Regions from separate parts of the Mus musculus genome. Here all the other regions are linked to region 3. The links are chromatin contacts, called in public Hi-C and promoter capture Hi-C maps. All regions are on one chromosome and are shown on one strand. Each heading gives the region's core, a stretch centred on a gene start, on an enhancer-like site or on the middle of the called end of the contact. The rest is flanking DNA. Distances are from core to core; before and after follow the strand shown. Region 1 holds the start of Cftr (cystic fibrosis transmembrane conductance regulator). Region 2 overlaps St7 (suppression of tumorigenicity 7). Region 3 holds the start of Wnt2 (wingless-type MMTV integration site family, member 2).

Region 1 (4,450 bases), core at 1,512-4,011, 140 kb after region 3:
TCGGGTGTGTTGGGGTGCCCTGGACTGGGCGAAGTGGGAGTACTGGGTTCTGATGATGGTGAGTGGTCTTGGTTCCTGTTAGTAGGATTCCTCCGTTTACCTTTCGCCATCTGGTAATCTCTGGAGTTAGTAGTTATAGTTGACTCTGTTTAGAGATTGTTCTTCTGGTGATTCTGTTACCGTCTCTCAGCAGACCTGGGAGACAGATTCTCTCCTCTGAGTTTCAGTGCTCAGAGCACTCTCTGCTGGCAAGCTCTCTTATAGGGAAGGTGCGCAGATATCTTGTATTTGGACCTCCTCCTGGCCGAAGAAGAAGGCCCAAAACAGGACCTTTCTCAGACACTGTGTTGCTTTGGCAGTTCCCAGAAGCTGTCAGCTTCTGTGGTGCAGACTCTCACCTGTGCAGACTAAAATCCTAAGTTCCAGGGAGTCCTGGAACCAAGATGGTGACCGCTGCTCCTGAGGCCGAGGCCGTCTCCCGAGCCAGGCGGACACCTGTCCTCTGGTCCGGATGGTGGCCGGTTATCTGCGGCCCGCCCAGGCTGCTGCCTCAGCGGCTCTGTGCTTCTGCCCGTTCCAGAAGCTGTCCGGTTCTCTGGCACACCCTCTAACCTGTTCAGACTAATTTCCTAAATTCTGCTGAGTCCCGGAACCAAGATGGCGACCGCTGCTGCTGAGGCTGAGGTCGCCTCCCAAGCCAGGCGGACACCTGTCCTCTGGTCCGGATGGTGGCCGGTTATCTGCGGCCCGCCCCGGCTGCTGCCTCAGCGGCTCTGTGCTTCCGCCCGTCCCAGAAGCTGTCCGGTTCTCTGGTGCACCCTCTAACCTGTTCAGACTAATTTCCTAGGTCCCGCGGAGTCCCGGAACCCAGATGGCGACCGCTGCTGCTGAGGCTGAGGTCGCCTCCCAAGCCAGGCGGACACCTGTCCTCTGGTCCGGATGGTGGCCGGTTGTCTGCGGCCCGCCCAGGCTGCTGCCTCAGCGGCTCTGTGCTTCTGCCCGTCCCAGAAGCTGTCAGGTTCTCTGGCGCACCCTCTAACCTGTTCAGACTAATTTCCTAAGTTCTGCTGAGTCCCGGAACCAAGATGGCGACAGATTTTGGTTTTTCAAGACGTAGTTTCTTTGTGTTGCCATGGTTGTCCTGGAATTTGCTCTGTAGACCAGACTGGCCTCGAACTCAGAGATCTGCTTGCCTATGACTCCTGAGTGTTGAGTTCTGGGATTGAAAATGTGCGTCACCACTGCCGGGATAGAAAGAACGTTCAATTTTCAATAAAGAAAAAAAAAATTCAACTCTATTTTAACTTGCTTTGGCAAAACAGGGTTTAGATATTTAAGTGTTGACTCTTTACAACCCAGCAGGGTTTTGTGTTGGACACACATTTCTCACACCAAAAACCTTGGAAGGAAGGTGCACAGCTTGGGAAACTTCCAAAGCCTCCAGGGAGCTAAAGACTCAGGTTTTTCTCTCTGTGAGCTTGAGTGACTAGGACACTTTTGCTTCAGTGACTCAGAGGCCCTTTTAGTGTCTCAGTCAAGATATTTTGCTTAGCAGACTAGGGAAAGGAAAGGAGGGTCATTTAGTTTAGACTGTCCACCTGTTGTTTTTTAGCACACACACATGAAATACCACACTGCACACTGAGCAGGGCCCGGAGGTAAAGGGCCCTCTTTGCTCTCTTTGTCCTTGAGGACTTTGGCTGTAATTATGACACAGCAGGGCATTGTGACATATATGTACGACACACATGTACCTCATAAGGGAAAGTAGTAGCTTCCCTTTCCTTGGTAGGACCTTTGCTGTAATTATGACATATCAGGGAATTGTGACATATGTGTATGACACACATATACCTCATAGGTATTTGTGCCACTATGGCTACTCTAGAGCCTTCAGTCAACAGAGCTTAGGTCTTGTCCAGCTCTTGAAGGGCTTACTGAGGTGGACACCTCAGAGTACTGTGGAACTTGCTGCTTCCTGAGTGTTCTTTGATACAAAAGAGCCACATTTTCATCTCCTTTTCAAAATGGATCTTGAAAAGTTATCTGTAACTAAGCCAGGAGCTAAGGAGACAGGAGAAAGAGGGAGTGAAAGAGAAGAAAAACGAGGAGAGAGGAGTGAAAGGGAAAGAGGAAGGGGAAGAAAAGAGGAAGAAAGAGAGGAAAGAGGAGAGCGAAATGAAGGAGAAAGAGATGAAGGTGGAGGAGGAAGAGGAAGAGATGAAGAGGAAAGAGATGAAGGCAGGGGAGGAATGGGAAGAAAAGAGAGAGGAACAGACGGGGGAGAAAGAGATAAAGGAGAAAGAGGAGAAGAGGAAGGGGGAGAGGACGAGGGAGAGGGAAAGGGAGAAGGAAGAGAAAGGTTCCAGGAAGCCAAGGAGATCAGTGAGTGGTCTTTATTTCCACGAAAAAAGGGTTCTAAGTCCCGCAGATTGGCCACGGTTTACCCGGGCCCAGGGTCGGGCCCGCAGTCTGAGCCGGTGTTGCTGTGGCTGCCTGAAGGTAGGCACGCGGGGGGATCTGGAGGGCGGGCGCTAAGGCCGAGGGCCAGGGAAAAGGTGGCGCCGGCGGGCGGGCGGGCGGGCGCGGGGCGCGCTGGAGGAAGGAGCGCAAGGAGCGCGCGGGGCGGGCGCGGGCGCGGGGCGTGGAGAGCAGCGACTGTGAGGCTGGGCTAGGCAGCGCTGGCTTTAACCTGGGCGGCGGAGGCGTGGGGAAGAAGGCTGAGGAAGGGGAGGTGTGTGGGACCCGAGTGGGTGGGGGGAATTGGAAGCAAATGACATCACCTCAGGTCTGAGTAAAAGGGACGAGCCAAAAGCATTGACCTGGTCCTGGATATCCAGATGTCGAGTCCAACCTGAATTTAGCCGAACACAGACCTCATTGCCTCACGGAGACATCATGCAGAAGTCGCCTTTGGAGAAAGCCAGCTTTATCTCCAAACTCTTCTTCAGGTGAGAGGGTACTCAGCGGATCTTTGCACGGACACATGTGCCTATGCAGGAGAAGGGAATGAATATGGGCAGACTTTGGGAAAACAGGAAGAGATTTTTGTTGTGTTTGTTTTGTTTTAAAAGGTGTGTTGTCATTCAGTGCTTTAAAGGAAATAAGCATTTTTGTACAATAAAATGAAGCTGATTGAATAGAGAACAAAATATACTTGCAACTGTGAATCAGACTTGCAACAGCCAAATATGCTACGGAGCAATAGATATATATTTTTTTAATTTCCTGAAAAAAGTTATACTTCATAAGTGTACTTAATAGAACATTCCTAAGATTGGTCTGTTATTTTCTCCAAGAAAAGCTGACCGCAAGTGCAGTGCCTGTGTAATAGGTGCTCTGAAAACATTTGTTGACTGAATTTTTTTAAAAGTCCAGGAATTATATTGTATTTACTTTTTGCCGTTGTAATATTGAGTAAGTCTAACATGCTCATCACAGTTACATTATTCTTTTTAAAAATGAGCAAGTCAGTTAAAATATCTAACTTTAAAAAGAAATAATATAAGCAATGCATTAAAAAAGTGAGTTACCATGGGGATATGAAACTAGAGTTTTAGCCACTGAAGCTATATTCAATTGACAATTAGGACATTGTTCTCTTATCCTACATTGTCAAAAAACCAAACCCTCAATCTAATAGGATTTTTAAATTAGAATTTAAGTTGGAAGACCTAGGCAAGAATTAAGCGCTTTGTATTTGAAGTGCTCCGTGGAGCTTCGTCTGCTCTGATCCTGTAGTGTGAATGAATGAAAAGAGCAGCGCTCATGGGTCCTCAGCTGACTCACCCCCCCCCCCCCACACACACACCAATGAGTCAGCACACTGAAGTATCATAAGTGTCGAATATGTTCTCAACCTGCCCTATGCTGTGGGTAGGGGGCAAGGCTCAGCCTTAGTCTTCCTGATGTTCCTTTTTCAGCCGGTCTAGAGCTCAAGGCTGAGGAAAGACAAGTGCTTCTGCAGGAGAGCTCCCCCCGGTGGTTGGGAGAGAAGGAAGGGCTTTCTTCTTTAGAATGAATATTTGTGGTGCCTTTTGTTACTTCATCTATAAATCTAGCTTATCGGTCTGGATCTATTTTCTTATTACTTACAAAATCAGAATGTCACTTGACATACATGTGAGGCTTTTATGAAAGCCTATTGAGGAACCTAAATGTCAATGTGTCTGTAAAGGCAAGTTTTCAGGAGAATGAATATCTCTTGTGTGGTTTTCCCACTAAGTAGTAAGAAACTTCAAAATTTTTCACTTATCAAAGTGTTTCAAAAATTTCCCGTTTTTATAACCCACCTAATAAATTGTAGTGTGCTTTACAAATGTTCTTAGGCTGATTTGGAAAGGAAATGTATTATAATGGCTGTGAAATTTGTTAAGAACATACTCATTTCTGCCCTCCAAATGATTTCATAATCAGTTGCTTTAAGAATAGGTGTGTTTTTAAGAGTTTA
Region 2 (4,763 bases), core at 1,027-3,526, 170 kb before region 3:
CGCCAAGGTATTTTATACTATTTGTGACTATTGAGAAGGGTGTTGTTTCCCTAATTTATGTCTCAGCCTGTTTATTCTTTGTGTAGAGAAAGGCCAGAAACTTAGAATACACAAGATATAAGTTACAATTTGCAAAACACATGCAACTCAAGAAGAACGAAGACCAAAGTGTGGATACTTTGCCCCTTTTTAGAATTGGGAACAAAACACCCATGGAAGGAGTTACAGAGACAAAGTTTGGAGCTGAGACAAAAGGATGGACCATCTAGAGACTGCCATATCCAGGGATCCATCCCATAATCAGCCTCCAAATGCTGACACCATTGCATACACTAGCAAGCTTTTGCTGATGGGACCCTGATATAGCTGTCTCTAGTGAGACTATGCCGGGGCCTAGCAAACACAGAAGTGAATGCTCACAGTCAGCTATTGGATGGATCACAGGGCCCCCAATGGAGGAGCTAGAGAAAATACCCAAGGAGCTGAAGGGATCTGCAACCCTATGGGTGGAACAACGTTTTGAACTAACCAGTACCCTGGAGCTCTTGACTCTAGCTGCATATGTATCAAAAGATGGCCTAGTTGGCCATCACTGGAAAGAGAGGCCCATTGGACTTGCAAACTTTATATGCCCCAGTACAGAGGAAGGCCAGAGCCAAAAAGGGGGAGTGGGTGGGTAGGGGAGTGGGGGGTGGGCATGGGGGACTTTTGGGATAGCATTGGAAATGTAAATGAGGAAAATACCTAATAAAAAAAAAGAAAGAAAGCGATATGAGCTCACCCAGGATGAAATTCTTTTAATTGAAGAGAAAATTTAAAACATATTCATTATATCACATAAGAGCTAACTTTAAGAAAAGGAGGTTTCTGAGGAGACATAAATTGTTCTTAAAACTTTTCAGCTTCTAGAAGTTTCATCACCTTATACAACAAAGAAACTCTACCAGTTTCTGTGGCTGAACAGAGCTGGGACCTTAACAAAGGATGGAGTGAGAGAGTGTTTCTTTCTCCATCTTAACATCATCCAGTCATATTAATCCTTTACCTTTGTTCTTATTGTCACTGCCATCATCTCCTCCTCCTCTTCTTCCTCCTCCTCTTCTTCCTTCTCCTCCTCCCCTTCCTTCTGCTTATCTCTTATTCTTACCCTTAATTAACCTGGAGCAGGTATAATACACAGAGGAACATCTTAAAATGTACTTAGTCATTTCCATAGCAAAAGCAAATTCTAGCTATTTTAATTCAATAGTTTCCCTTGGTCTTTTTCTGCTTATTTTCTTATGCTTAAAATCAATATATCCACCATGTATATAGTATGGTTGTCTTTTGGCTCAATATTACTTACGATCTACAATTCTACTTACTGATCAAGCCCAAATATAAGTTTAGAGAGGAAGTCTAGGATGCAGGGGGAGAGACACTAGCAAGCAGTCAAGAGGCATGGCTCTGCCTTTGCCATGCCCTGGACTCAAGGAAGCTCAATTTTTTCTGTGGGTTCCTCACTTAAACTTCCATTTGCAGGGAATAATGCTTCCCACCATTAGGAAACCTCTGCTTGGTGAGGAGATTCATTAAACAAGGCAAGCACACTTGGCATGCAATTTGCATGCTTATAGTTTCTTCATATTTTCCATTACTTAAGTTATGCAGATGATTTTCTTGCCAGTTGTCTTGAAGGACATCTTGAGATAATTCCAATTTTATTTTTAAATTAAAACTTAAGCATTCATTTTTAGAAATTGTCATAGAACTATGCATATTTGCTAGGTAGAGCATGACATTTCATGCCTTCACTGTTTGCTAAATAGATTAGAGAAATTGATCCGTCATTACATCAAATCAATTTCGTTTTCTCAAGTGAATAAGTCAATCAAATAATCTATTTTGGGTTCTATTTACATATCTCTATATATCTACATATTATATGAATATTTATTTGCATATACATAGGTATGACTTTTATATTACAGATCAAAACAATCTTTCATTTCTTAAAATACCAATACACATCACCTCAGAGGCTATGGAGTATCCATCAATAGAATCTCTGACCATATTCGTATGAGGAGCAGTGCCAGTCTTGGGATAGATATGCTTTAAAGGGGAATATTGAAAGTGATGTTTCAGAAACTTCATAAGTGCCCTAGCATGCCATACAGAACACAGAGGTTGATGCCTCTCCTTTTGTTAACGCTGCTGGGCTGTAGCACAGGGTTGTCCCAGGCTGACTTGCCTCACTCCACTTGGATGAGTGAGTCATACTTCTTCAAGAGGTAACTGCTTTAACAGCATGTGTATAAACTGTCTCTCCAGAACATTTCCTCTGAGAGAATAGCACACTGGGTTCCAGGAAGCCTTCTGATAAAGGCAGGAGGATCTACTAATTCAATGAGACATAACTATCTATTCTCCATATGCATGAGTTTAAATTTTCCTTGAGCAGATTTTAAAGTGGAATGGCAGAGTTAGACTGCCATCTACATTGGAAGCAGGACCATTTAAAGAAGTTTTTCTGGAGAAGCCTTAAGGAGCACAAACTGTTACCTTGCTGTGCTCTCATTGAAAGAACAACAGGATTTCTGGGAAGGTAGCTAAAGAGAATTCCTTTTGTTTCCATGACTCAAGATTATATAATTGTTCAAATAAAACAGTGGATTTTTGTCATGAAATACTGATGAAGTAAATGTACATTTGACCCTCCCTTGTCAAGATTAATAACGTCTCCATCCTTAGAACAACATGTTAACTACTTCAGTTTCAGGGTTTTTGTTTTGTTTCGTTTTGTTTGTTTCGTTTTGTTTTATTAGAGCATTAGCTCCGTTTACATAGAACTCTTTTGCAAATAATCATATAGGAGCGCCTTAGTGCAAAAGGCGTGTTTTGGAAGTCGGTAGAGCCAAGGGACCATGTTGGCCATGGAGCTTTGCTGCAATGTGGTGACTATTCAGAATGAATGGAGTTGCACATTCTCCAGTCTTAAATGCAAGGGAAAGCCATTGTCTTGGTTCTTATCATTGGTGTTTGGTATGCAACACTGCTTTGTCTTTTTCTTTCTCCTTGTAACAGCTATGTATTTGTCTTACCTTGGTCCTATTTGAATGTATTTGAAATGGAATTCACAAGGCAGATGTCTTCTTACTCCTTAGTCATACTTCTCAAGTTATATATATGAATAAACCATAAAGATGGACTAGTCTGTCTCTCCAACAGAACCTAAAAGCTTCTGTGATCATCTGTTCAGAGCAGGTTTTGCAGATCTCAGCTCTGTGAACATTCTGAGTCATATATTCATCTGTTATGAGAAGCTGTCCTGTAGGATGAGGCAGACTGGCCTGTGTATTGTAGCGACCTATGTCCCATCAGTCTTCAGTTGTCTACAGACATTCCCAAATACACTAGGTTGCAGTGGTGATATTAATAGTGGAGAATCATTTCTCGTTAAGGAGTACCAGACTAGAGCTCCTGCAACTAAGGAGATCTGTTTCTGCAAAGACTTTATGTATGCTTCATTTGTAGCCTGAACTCTTTTTGGGCACAGGTCTCCAGAGTACCCCTAGACTTTACTAGCTTTGGCTGCAGGGCTGCTTTGCCCAGATGGAATTTTGTGGGGTATCAAGGGTAGGAAGAATAACCTAAGCTGGACCTTTTGCTGATGTCCAGGTAAAAGACCAGTGAAGAGTAGTGGCCGTCTTTGCTTCTTGTGCTGCCTTCAGATCAGTGTTTGTCGTCTTTCCCAGAGTCTGGAGCCCTTCTAAAATGCCACGTGTTTGGCCTGCTCTCTGTAGTTTTCCTTAAGTCTCAGCCATTTCCTTCAATTGTTGTATTTTACTGTTTCTACAGTATTACTTTTCTTTTTGTTTCCTGTCCTCCCAGTTGACACAGATGTCATAGCCTTCGGAAACATGTCCTCAATTTTAGAAAACCATTCTGTGTTAGTGTCTAGTCACAGCGACAAATACGTGAGATAGGAAAAGAGAGTAAAATTTTTGCTGACTCACAGTTTTAAAGGTGTCAGTTCAGATTCACATGGCTGCATGGTTTCTGGGTCGTGCTTAAGGCAATTCATTATGGTAGAAGGATATACCCAAGTTTTGGCAGTCAGGAAGAAGAGGAGGATGGGTGAAGGCCAGGGTTAAGATAGAGCCTTCAAAAGCATACAGTGAATGATCCAGTCTGCCTTAACTGCCACAGTTTCCACCATTTCCCAATAATCCATTCAGTTATACATTGAATTATGCATGTATGAATCCATTGACTATACCAAAGCCCTCATGATCCATTCACTTCCCCAGTAACCCCCACCAACGAATGTTGTGTTGGTGGCTAGGCCTTCAACATGTGAGTAGAAGAGGTATTTTATGTCTATCTCATGATATTCTTCCACTCACTGTTCTTAACATCAAAAGATTTCATCTTCCCAATTAGCCAATCCTGGGTGACAACATTTAGTCTCAGAGTCTTAAGTACCATCTAACTACTGACCAACAATTTTGTGCTGTTCACTGTGTTCTAGGAAGTGTTTTTTCGAGGTCATATCTGGTAAGCGCTCCAAAGAGTACAGTCTGCAGTCTGCTTACATCAAAAATGCTCAGAGTAAAAGTATTCAATGAATAGATCGATCCAAAGTATTTGTCAGAGGACAGTATGATGAATAAGAATTTTTTATTTCCATCCTTATCATCATCTTAAAGCTATGTCATTATGTGAAGAAAAGTTGTATATAATATGATTCAAATTTTCAATTATAAATTGGTGTTACTATA
Region 3 (4,894 bases), core at 514-3,013:
AAAATCCTCAAAATGGTTTCCTTTTCTGGCTCTTTTTTTTTTGGCATTTATAGAAACTTTTGGGGAGAAAATATCTTTTCTATTGTTATCACCAGCACTAAATATTTGAAAAAAAATCAGCATTATAGCTCCATAAAGTATTTTTTGAAAAGAAACTTTAACAAAAAAAATCACATTATCATCTCTAGGCAGATGTTCTCCATTCGTGGTGAGAGGTTTAGAAAGGCACCTTTTATACAACCCAAGTTGCCATAGGTATCTTTTGAAAGTGGCCAAATAAGGAATATATCTTTTTTTTGCATTCCCATTATTTTATATAATCATAAAATCATTGCAGCTGTGACTCAAAAAAATATATTTAAGTGACAGCTGAGAGACAGTGTGACAAAATGCCCAGCGGTAAATAATGTTTATACACACATGGAAACAGAAATAATCATTTTATTGAAAAAAATGATCAGTCTGATAAATCAGTCTTTGATCCTGTGTCAGCAAGGTGAAGCCTAAAGGCCTTCATGTTCAAAGATCTTAGAAAGGAGCTGACCCCCCACCCCCTCTTACCATCAGTGCTTCCCTGTTCCTCTCAGGCATTCTGGAATCTAAATAGTCCATTGATTTTGTCCTGTACTGTATTTGGTTAAGATCCTTACCGTTGTCAAACACAAAAGCACGCGCGCGCGAGCGTGTGTGTATGTGTGTGTGTGTGTGTGGCCAATCTTTCTGAATTGTTATCAGAATACTTTAATATCTGATCTGGAACTTTATGTACAAGAAAGTTTCAGAGCTCAGAACTCCATCTCTTTTCCAGGTCAGAAAGTTGAGAGATGGAGGCGATTTCTAGATTGGCAGAGTGTACGCATAGTAAATCACATATCCGCCTATTGAGACAGCAGCAGTTACACTTTAGGGAGACAGTTTTGAGCAGGGTAGCATAATGGGCACCTCAGTCCCAGTAGTTTTGCATCTAGGCAATAGTCTCTACCTGGAGGCTGCTTCACTAGGGTGAAGCACGAGGAATGCGGAAGGCCAGGAAAGAATACAAAATCACAGGCTTAAGGTTCTACAACTCCAACAGCCTGGACTGAGCTCTCTTGAGGCAGTTTTTGAAGTCGTGGGTGTGGGGGGAGGCAGTTGTAGTTTTCAAGGTGAATTCACACACACACACACACACACACACACACACACACACACACACACTGCTAGAAGTTACAGCTCAGGCTAGCACATTTCTCAGTGGAATAAGGTATTGGCTGCTTTTGCTGTCACTCAGCTGGCTCCAAACAAGCGAACATTAAATCCCTCATTTGTGGGGCATGTGAATTGTTTTGGAGTTGTCAAAGCTAAAATGGGTTTTTGAGAAAAGCAAAGGGGTTCAGCTTAGGATGCTGTGCTAAGACATGGTTGTTTCAGAATCCACAACTGCCGGGACTGGGAATCAGCCAGGGAGGGTCTCTACGACCAGTAGGGTCCCCACTCCCATCTCCAAAAATCCATCAGCACCGCGCCCATATGCGGGGACTTACCACCATGAAGAGCTGACCTCAGGGGTGAGCCAGGTCAAGAGCAGAGGGAGCCAGAGCCAGATTCCACCGAGAGGGACGTTCATATTAACCCCCTTGCGTCTACATCAGGTCAGACTCCGTGTGCGGGCGCCATGCGTGCCCGGAGCAGAAGCGCTCAGCTCCGGGAGCGCCTCGTCACGGCTGCCGGCGCCTCTGCGCCCCCGCCCCCCCGCCGCTCGCGTCTGCGGCTAGTGGTGAGACTCACTGATAAAGTTTCAAAAGACGAGCCCAGCGAGCGATAAAGGGCAGCCCGGGGCCGCCTCGCCCACAGCCAATTCCCCAAGCACTGCGAGCGCAGGCAGCCCCGAGCTCTGCTTGCCTCCCGCGCACCCTGTCCTTTCCGTTCCCCTCCAGGCGCAGCTAAAGAAGGGGGCGCCTACGCCGGGCGGGGGCGTAGGGGGCACTGGGTTTTATTGAGGAGTGGAAGAAACGATGGCAAGAGCTATCTCCGGGTGAGGAGGGGCAGAGGAGGTGAACAAACCTCGGAGTGGCCCGGAGCAACATAGAGGCAAAAGCACCTTTTGGGAAGTTCCTAGCCAATGATACACAGTATGTTAGGGCCACCACCAGAACCTAGGCTCCACTTTGTCAAGGCTAAGAGTTTCTGCTAAACTGAGGTTCGAGCAAGATCGTGTGTAAGGGATGGGAGGGGTGAGGAGATAATTGCCCATAGGATAAAAGAAAACAAAAATGATTTCCAACTCATTGCTTTGAGCACTGGGAGATAGATACTCATGGGAATTGGGACCTGCCATGTCTGACCACCCAGTGTCTGACCAGGTTGAGAAGGAAAGCCTAGGCCCCGAAAATGAAGACCTATGGCCCCGATCCTGTGTGCCATACATGAAGGGAGTAGGGGAGAGGGGCTGGGACCCAGGAGATCTCAAGCAACAGTTTCAGTCTAAGCGCCCTTGGGAAGATGTGGCTTTTACGCACACACAGCTCCTCCTTATGCTGTTGAGGGAGTGCAATAGATGACAGAGGGGCTCCTAGGCAGCCAGGTATCTATCTGCTCCCTGGCTTGGACTGCATCTCTCCAGGCAGGGTGTCCAACCTGTGCGTCTGGCTGAAGTACAGTGAAAATACAGTGACGCGGGACCTCGGACCTGGGTCCCTACAGAGTAGAGATGGGGCTTGGGCCCAAGGGTGGAGCATCTTGAACAGCAACTGGCTTGAAGCCTTGTGGTTTATCACCGGAAAGGACAGACCAGGAACTTACAGCGACCTTGAACTGTTCCATTGCTCTTTTCCTGGGGCGGGGGCCCCACCGCCACCACCACTACCCAGGAGCGTGCCCGGGGGAATGGGGAGTATGAAGGGGTTGTATGGTCATTGTATATCGAGCAGGCACGCGGATAGGAAGGATAACGGTACTCCCCACCCCATCCGCATCTTCCACCTCTTGGGCCAGGATTCGCCAGAACGTCAGCTATGGCCCAGCACCGAGCAAGCAAGCGGTGAGAGGCTGGACGAGGCACAGCCCACAGATGCCAAAAACCTGAAAGATGCTGTCATCGCCACCCCCTTCCCCCTCTCTGTCCATGGCAGGTCCGGCCCCTCCCAGGCTGACCCAGATACATCCCCTTTTGGGTCCGGAAAGGGAGGAGAGGGAAACAAGCACCGCGCCACCCACGACTCGGGAAGAGCAGGGCTCCGCGCCAGAGCTGCTCCATATCACTGGGCTGCGACCCAGGGGAAGTTCTGCTTCGTCTTCGCTGGGCGAGGGAGGGGGTGAGCTAGGCTCTGAGAAGGAGCGCGCGCTGACTGGGGAGGGCCGGGATCGCTCCCAACAGCATTACCTCCTGCACCTCAATTTATGGTCACCAGCTTCTTCCCGAAGGAAGCAGAGGAAAGAGCTAAAATTTATCTTCACCCGCTGCCGCCATTCTAAGTTTGTTGAAGTCCTGAAGTTTCACTTCTAGCAGTAACTGAAACCAGGCACTAGATGCGATTTTAGGGGAAGGTAGACAGGTTACAGGCTTCAACCGTGGACAATGAAAACTTTGAAACTCCAGCTCACAAGTCCCACCCGTTCCAGCACGTCCTGTCCTCACAGCTCAAGGGCTGTTAGAAACACATAGAGTGTGACCATAGTTTAGGATCCCTTCCTCTCCGCCCAGGGAATTATATGGCCAGGAGACCTGCCCTTCCGTGGATGGTGAGGCCAATGGAATGACCTAAACCTGAAACAGGCCTCCTAGAAAAGGGATGGACCATTCTTAGAGCCAATTAAATCCTCCCCAAAGAGCTTCACGAGGAAGCGCCACATGCCTTGCTGAGTACAGATCAGTTTTGGTCAAAGGCAAAAGGCTAAAAAAGTTCAAGAAAGGCTAAACCCAGATGTGCAAAAAGGCCCACCCAAACACCCCTTCTGACCTGTCTGGAGGCAGTCTGAACCAGATGACTGGTCTCTTCCAGATCTGTGATTCCACTTCTCTCCCTACTCCACCCCTAGCCACTGATGACCCATTACATAGTCCCATACAGCATCTCTTCCCACTGAGAGGCTCCCGCCTCGGGTCTCTTAAGCATCTAGTCGCTTAAATGCCCTTGGACAGGTAGTTGGAAAATGTTCACGGCAAGCAGGAGGAAAGGCGAGCCTTTCTTTTGTCATCAGCTATGACCATAGCAAAGACGAGTTGACAAATAAATGGCAGGGTACTTTTCATACGTCACTCCGCTTACAGCAGAGGGTGAGGGAAGAAAAGGCAGATTCAGAGTGCTTTATGTCTATCAATTCAATGTTTGAGTTTCGTATTTCTTTAATAAGAAATTTCAGAATTGACCATAAAATTTACTACAATATACAGAATCCACCCCCCCCCCCACTTAAAAAATGATTAATGTTAGTTTGCTTATAACTTCAGTATGGCATCTTAGCCAAATGAGTCAGTCTATTTTCTTAGTTAGATCCATTGTTTGTCTAATCTCCCAGGGCAGAGAAGAGAACTAATTTACTACCAGACTATCTCCACCCTTTAAAAATGAAGTTACTTCTTCAACTACATGGTCATTTGTCTTTCAGTCTGAGTTAGTTTCTTCTTGAGGCAGTGACCCAAATATAACTATTTTCTAAAAAGATTTATTTTTATTATTTTAAATTATGTGTGTGCACATGTGTGCCCACGCGTGCCTGCATGTAGGTATGTGCACATGACTGTAGGGACCCTCAGAGACCAGAGCTTTCAGATCCCCTGGAGCTGGAGTTACAGTTGTGGGCCACCCGACATTTGTGCTGGGAACAGAACACTAGTCTTTTGGAAGAGCATCACGTACTTGTAACCACTGAACTACATCTCTAGCCCCCTAGAACCATCTCATAACCAAAGGAA

Evidence for each region. Promoter capture Hi-C pulls out the DNA fragments that hold promoters and counts their contacts. Hi-C and Micro-C count contacts between places; a contact is called where the count stands out from the background.
Region 1: a contact with region 3 is called in a promoter capture Hi-C map of neural stem cells. The contact joins the promoter of Cftr here to the promoter of Wnt2 in region 3. A contact is called at or near these places in 1 of 39 promoter capture datasets (neural stem cells) and 1 of 9 other capture datasets (pancreatic islet).
Region 2: a Hi-C map of cortical neurons shows a contact between it and region 3, with 2.7 times the contacts expected there. The contact joins the enhancer-like site here to the promoter of Wnt2 in region 3. A contact is called at or near these places in 2 of 39 promoter capture datasets (both in the 3T3-L1 cell line) and 4 of 484 Hi-C or Micro-C datasets (cerebral cortex, cortical neurons and forebrain).

Annotation. Positions count from the first base shown.
Region 1 is chr6:18,167,926-18,172,375 of GRCm38.p6, forward strand. It overlaps Cftr (cystic fibrosis transmembrane conductance regulator), which reads left to right and starts at 2,762. Exons shown (of 27, transcript NM_021050.2): 1 at 2,762-2,951. The coding sequence starts at 2,899. RefSeq lists promoters at 1,777-2,913, 2,680-2,913 and silencers at 2,043-2,413, 2,963-3,203.
Region 2 is chr6:17,857,440-17,862,202 of GRCm38.p6, forward strand. All of the region lies in intron 9 of St7 (suppression of tumorigenicity 7), which reads left to right. Among named protein-coding and RNA genes, the nearest start is that of Gm52894, 19 kb to the left of the region's middle. Within about 2 kb of position 2,277, at least 8 of the 459 cell types and tissues checked have an H3K27ac peak or open chromatin away from gene starts, as enhancers often do. A contact at or near this core is called in cortical neurons, where this site is marked.
Region 3 is chr6:18,028,682-18,033,575 of GRCm38.p6, forward strand. Wnt2 (wingless-type MMTV integration site family, member 2) reads right to left here and starts at 1,764. Exons shown (of 5, transcript NM_023653.5): 1 at 1,524-1,764. The coding sequence starts at 1,606.